2 separate regions of the Oryctolagus cuniculus genome follow, and region 1 is linked to region 2. The links are chromatin contacts, called in public Hi-C maps. All regions are on one chromosome and are shown on one strand. Each heading gives the region's core, a stretch centred on a gene start, on an enhancer-like site or on the middle of the called end of the contact. The rest is flanking DNA. Distances are from core to core; before and after follow the strand shown. Region 1 overlaps SLA2 (Src like adaptor 2). Region 2 holds the start of NDRG3 (NDRG family member 3).

The links. A called contact is a pair of places that touch in the nucleus more often than the background predicts.
Region 1: a contact with region 2 is called in a Hi-C map of an unstated tissue, with 2.8 times the contacts expected there. The contact joins the enhancer-like site here to the promoter of NDRG3 in region 2. A contact is called at or near these places in 3 of 6 Hi-C or Micro-C datasets (ear pinna, skin fibroblasts and an unstated tissue).

The regions. Positions count from the first base shown.
Region 1 is chr11:21,757,661-21,760,360 of mOryCun1.1, forward strand. It overlaps SLA2 (Src like adaptor 2), which reads left to right. Exons shown (of 9, transcript XM_002710821.5): 7 at 186-318; 8 at 529-731; 9 at 1,467-2,700. The coding sequence ends at 694. It overlaps RAB5IF (RAB5 interacting factor), which reads right to left. Exons shown (of 4, transcript XM_002710779.5): 4 at 1,399-1,935. The coding sequence ends at 1,894. Among named protein-coding and RNA genes, the nearest start is that of RAB5IF, 7.9 kb to the right of the region's middle. Within about 2 kb of position 1,266, at least 1 of the 8 cell types and tissues checked has an H3K27ac peak or open chromatin away from gene starts, as enhancers often do.
Region 2 is chr11:21,653,458-21,656,199 of mOryCun1.1, forward strand. It overlaps NDRG3 (NDRG family member 3), which reads left to right and starts at 1,418. Exons shown (of 15, transcript XM_070051877.1): 1 at 1,418-1,541. LOC138844308 (a long non-coding RNA gene) reads right to left here and starts at 1,391. Exons shown (of 2, transcript XR_011379927.1): 1 at 1,149-1,391.

The DNA.
Region 1 (2,700 bases), core at 16-2,515, 100 kb after region 2:
GGGTGGCGCCCAGGAGGCGGCTCCTTCCTAACCAGAATCAAGGGGCCCGGGAACCGACGGGCCTCTGCGCTGTCACCCCGTGACCGTGCTGCGTACCCCGGCCCCCGTCTGCAAGCAGCCAGGGAGGGATGCAGGGCTGAGGCAGGGCCGGGCCGCGACATCAGGGCGCCGGGTCTCTTCCTCAGAGCTGGCGGACGACATCTGCTGCCGCCTCAAGGAGCCCTGTGCCCTGCAGAGCGCCGGCCCGCGCCCCGGCAGGGACAGGTCCCTCCCTGTGACTGTGCAAAGGGCGCCCCTCAACTGGGACCAGCTGGACAGGTAGGTGGCCTCCTGGAAACAGGGACCCTGGGACCGTGCAAGGCGGGGTGGGCCCGAGGCGGCCAGGGAGGGGCAGCCTGGACAGGAAGAAGTCCTGAGGGCCGGGGCCTTGGCTGAGGGGGACAGGGCACCCTCTGCCCCTGCTGGCAGGAGGCACGGGGAGCAGAGACCACGAGGCGGCGGCGCCCTGACCGGCTCTGTCTCACACAGCTCTGCCCTGTTTTCTGACGGGTCGGCTGCCACCGGCCAGGCGTCTCTCCTGAGCGAGGGGCTCCGGGAGTCCCTCAGCTCCTACATGAGCCTGACGGACGGCTCCCTGGACGACGCCAAGGCCCACAGCAGAGGGCGCAAGGGGAACCCAGACTGCAGCACGTAGAATTCGAACCCAGCTCAAGCAGACCGAGCCCCCAGAGGTAAGGCCCTGCGCTCCGCTCCGTGGTGGGCGGGCCTCAGGAAGCCGCCGACCTCCTCCGGGGCCGTCACCTCCATGGCAACCCGAGTCCGAGCAGAGTGGCTTCCCCTGGGGTCGGCAGCTCCACTTTTGGCCCCTGCTTGCCGAGGCCCGTTCACCAGCCCCAACTAAATATAACCCGGGTCAAGCCCTCCCCGACACCGCCCCCAGCAGGCCTGGCTGCGGCCCAGAAGGCAGGCACACTGAGGGCCCAACGGCTTTTACCCCGGCAGCAGACCCTGGGTTGCCGCCTCTACCTGACCCCATCCTCACGTGGCCCCCATCAAGCTCCTTCACAGTGCCAGCTCTCAACCCCCACTTCCTTCTGTGGTTTGTCATTCAAATCTGGCCACACAGTCACCCCAGCCTTGCCATCTTGTGGCCAAATGCAAAAACAACACTTTGAGTCCAGCCCGGGCAGCCACCCGCAGCGCTGGGCAGGCCGTCCGGAGGAGGGGAGCCTCTCCCTCCACAGCGCACACCAGCTCCAGCCCGACTCCCTGCTGCGTGCAGATGGGGCCTGGCTGCTGGGGAAGCAGGGCGGTGGCTCCCAGGGCTTGCTCATGAGTCCCGAGGCTACCTGGAGGGCGGGAAAGGGCGGGAGAGGCGTTACCAGGCATCTCAACAGGTTCTCATTAATTAAAGATTTGATTTATTCAAGTATCTGAAAACATTCTACAATGGAAACTGTTATTAGATGCTGTTGTACTGCGCTACGGACCACGCACATACTGCCCGACTGACTTCAGAAGACTTGAAACGCCACTGATAGTTTAAAAACTGTACAGCTGACGGGAGACCGAGGCAGACGACGATGCTTCATCCAGATCCGGGGTGCGGCGGGCTGAACGGCGGCTCCACCCGGCAAACGGCTGTCTCAGACGTGTCCAGAAGGAATGGGCGGGGACGGCCTCACTCACAAGTGCTTCCCGAAGGTGAATGGTTCCTTAAAAAGTCTCAGGTCACAACCCTTGCAGAAGAGACACCCAACACACTGACTCTCGGTCCAGGAAACACGGTCTTCCAGGTCCCACGTGGCTGGGGTGGCCCAACAATTATGCTTCTGTGCTGTAACTGAGAGGGTCCTCTGGACGGGGCGGGGAGCAGGTGGGAGCTGTGCAGCCTCAGTCATAGTGGATGGCAGTGTAGAAGATGATCCAGATGACCTGGAGAGCAGGACAATGTCACAGCCACGGGGTCCCCACAGCCCGATTCCACACACAAGCAATGCCACGTGAGAATGTACACACGGGCGAGCCCCAGGAGCAGCCGATGCAGAATCTGCTTGCGAGTCCCCTGTATTCCCAGAGACCCCTGCCAAACGGCAACCTGCGCCCCCAAGTCCAAGTAGAGCTCCAGTGTGGAAGTGATCTAAGTACAGACTACTGTACGACCGGCAGGTGTAGGGTCAGCAGCAACTGGAAACCCCACCATCCCGTCAGAGGGTCTCACGGCTGGAAAAGATGCCCTGATACCACCCTTCAAAGAGTTAATTTGTTAAGAAGTTAACTTTGGAACAGAATTTCTATTCCAGAGTGTACAAGCCAGAGCTTTGGGGTTTGGTTTACTCAGCTGTAGAAACATCACCACTGATCCTGAAACACCTAGAGCAGAAAGTCTGTCCATATTACTGGTTCCTTCCCACGCCTCCCCCTCCCCCAGCCACTGGCAACTGCGAATTCCATTTTTGTCTATGGATTTGCCTATTTTGGACATTCCGCACAAATGGAACCAGACACCACCGGCTCCTGTGTCTGGATTCTCCCACTTGGCATAAAGTCCGTCCACGTGGCATCCGCAGTACTTCCTTATCCACCCAGCAGCTGGGTGCGTGCACTTTTCGGCTATTAAGGCGAGTATCAGAAGTGTGTTTTTGAAGGCTCCCAGTGTACAAGCCTGTGTAGCCAGGGTTGAGAAGCCTTAGCTGAGGG
Region 2 (2,742 bases), core at 168-2,667:
TCAGTCTGCATTTGAATCCTGCCTGCTCAGCTTATGATCCAGCTTCCTGCGCATGTGCCTGGGGAGGAAGCTGAGGATGGCCCAAGTACTTGGAACCTTGGTATAAGGAAAATCGGTCTCTGAGGCAGTTAGGAAAAAGAAAGTGGATCTTGGGCAAATTCTAGAAAACTCCCTCTGGAGAATCCAATTACCCACCCCTTTGAGTTAATAGACAGACTGGGAAGTCAATCCAAATACAACCTCCTACTGAATGCAGCAGGTGAAGGGCCAGGATGTTACCGATAAGGGGGGAGGAAGGAGAAAATTACATGAAGGAGGCCAACCCACCAGGCTCAGCTTTTGTCACTTACTGTAAATGAACCTGCTTTTTGCTTTTGCACTCTCTTTGGGACTTTACTCTATTTCTGTACTGAGCAGTACACTGACAAGGGGAAGCAGCTCCCCATACTCGGAACCACCCAGTGCCACCCACGTAGATCTGGCTGGGCCCAGGCTGTTGAGGCCATGTGGGGAGTGAACCAGCAGAGAAGACATTGATTTTCTCTCTCTCCCCCTTTCAGATAAATGTTTAGATTGTTTTCAACAGCTACATATGATAGAACAAAGGGAGTATTGGACTCTAAGCATTTTATATGCATACTATTTAGTCCTTACCACAGTCTCATAACTTAACAATTTTTTTATTGTGATGAGGAACACAAGCATAGATAGCTTACTGAGGACATAGAGTAGCAGAGTGGACTAGAACCAGTATGGCACTCAGTAAATGTTAGCAGTATAACAAAGGGCTGTGCTTAATTGATAATAGCTTTACTCAAGTTTGGCTCAGGAATTGTCCTCGGTGAATAGCAGTGTTACCACTGCCCTCTGGGAGGTCTGTTGATATTTATTTGTTCCTTTTTCCCTGATTTTGTTAAAAGAATATCACTTTTAGCAGTGTTACTTGTATAATCAATCAATAATAAATAAGCCCTTTAGGGGAGAAATTGTGTCCTGCACGTTTCGGCGTTATTATTTAAATAGATAATTACGCTTCGCGTGGGCCATCCTCCAGGGAGGGGCAGTGCAGCGCCAGGGGTCCTGGCACAGCCCTAGGTGTTAGGAGCCCCAAGTCTTGGGTTTCGATTTTGTTTACTGCGTCCACTCACTGGTCAGTAAGCCTTCTTCCACGCGCCCTGTGGCTTCGGCTGCGTCTCTGGACCGCCTTAGGAAGAGGATGACACTCTGCGAGGCTTCCTGCGGCCTTCGTGGGGACGGGACTCGGAGAAGGGGAGGAGGCTGTGGCCGCACGTACCTTGGCCGCTCCGATTCAGATTTCAGCCGACTCCGCAGCAAGAGAAACTACATCCAAGATGGCGCCCCAGGCTTTCCCCAGCGCCGCCACCATCTTCTCGGTAGTTCCCGAGGCAGGCAGGAGCGGCGCGCCTGCGCGGCCCCGGCATCCTCAGCGCGCCTGCGCGGCCGCAGCGCCTCCCCCGCCCCTCTCGCCGCCGCCGCCGCCGCCGCCGCTGCTGCACTGACGGCGGGTGCCCGCGCCTCAGGTGAGTGAGCGCCTCAGCCCGGCCCCCGGGGGGCGCGCGGCGCCGCATGCGGGGGCGTCTCTCTTCTTCCCTGCTTCTTCCCCGCCTCGTGTGCGCCGCGCGGCGGGGGCTGGGGGCCGGCGCTGCCAGCCTCCGTCGAGCCCCCGGAGCCCTCCACCCCGCCCGCACTCCGGACCTGGGTCAGCCCGGCCCCCCTCGGCCGCTCCCGGTGCCCACCTGCTTGCATCCTTTCCGGGCGCCGCCACCCTGGGCCGCGGGGACTCCCTGCGAGTGCGACCCCTTCTCCCGCTGTGCGGGTGGCGGAGCTCGGTGGGCCGCGGGCTCTCCTTGCACCCGTGCAGGCCCGAAGCGGCAGCGGGCACCCGGGGGCGGGATCCCGCGACCACCTGGTGGGAGATTGGCCTCTGAGCTCCACTTTAAGGCAGCGGAGGAAACTGAGGCACGGAGAGGCGAAGTGCGGTTTCCAAGGTCACGCGGCTGACAAGTGGCTCTGCCGGCTCTGGGGCCAGTGCACTTGGAATTTGATCTCGGACCTTAAATTTTTTTTTTTTTTTTTGTTTGAAATGCACTTGTTACCTCGAAAATTGTTCTTAAACGTCGCTAAAGCAGGCTACAGATCGGGTGTGTTCTTGCTGTCGGAGTGCAATGGAGGTGTTGCTGTAATGAGGATAATAATGACAGTAGCGTGCTTGCTGTGTGCTGGGATCTTGCTAAGCATTTTGTTAAGATGATCTCCCTTAATACCACAGGGCTTCGCAGTCCACTGCCTCCCCCCCCCCCCCCCATTCCCCCCCTGCAGAGCTGGCCTCCCTGTCACAGGTGGACCGGGAGCCTCCCAGTTCGGGAGCGGGGAAGCTCTGGGTGGCAGCTCCCGGCGATGCCTGCCTGCATCCGGACTGCCCCCCCGCCCCACCCGGGAGCCCCCAGAGTGTGCGGTGAGCCTTCCTCTCCCAGCTTCGAGGACAGCAGGTCTGGGCTCCCCGGGCTGGCTGGGCTTGCCGGTGACAGAGCAGATTGGGCCAGCGCTCACCTCGTCCTGGGATTTCCTGGCTCAGCTCCAGCTGGGCTTGAGCATTTTGGTATTTAAGATAAAAAGAGAAAGAGCACAGACCCGGGGTGCCGAGTCTAAGGAGCCTCCCTCGATGTAAAGTCCCAAGTGAGCAGCTGTAAAAATATGTGACTGTTTCACCCCCAAAATAAC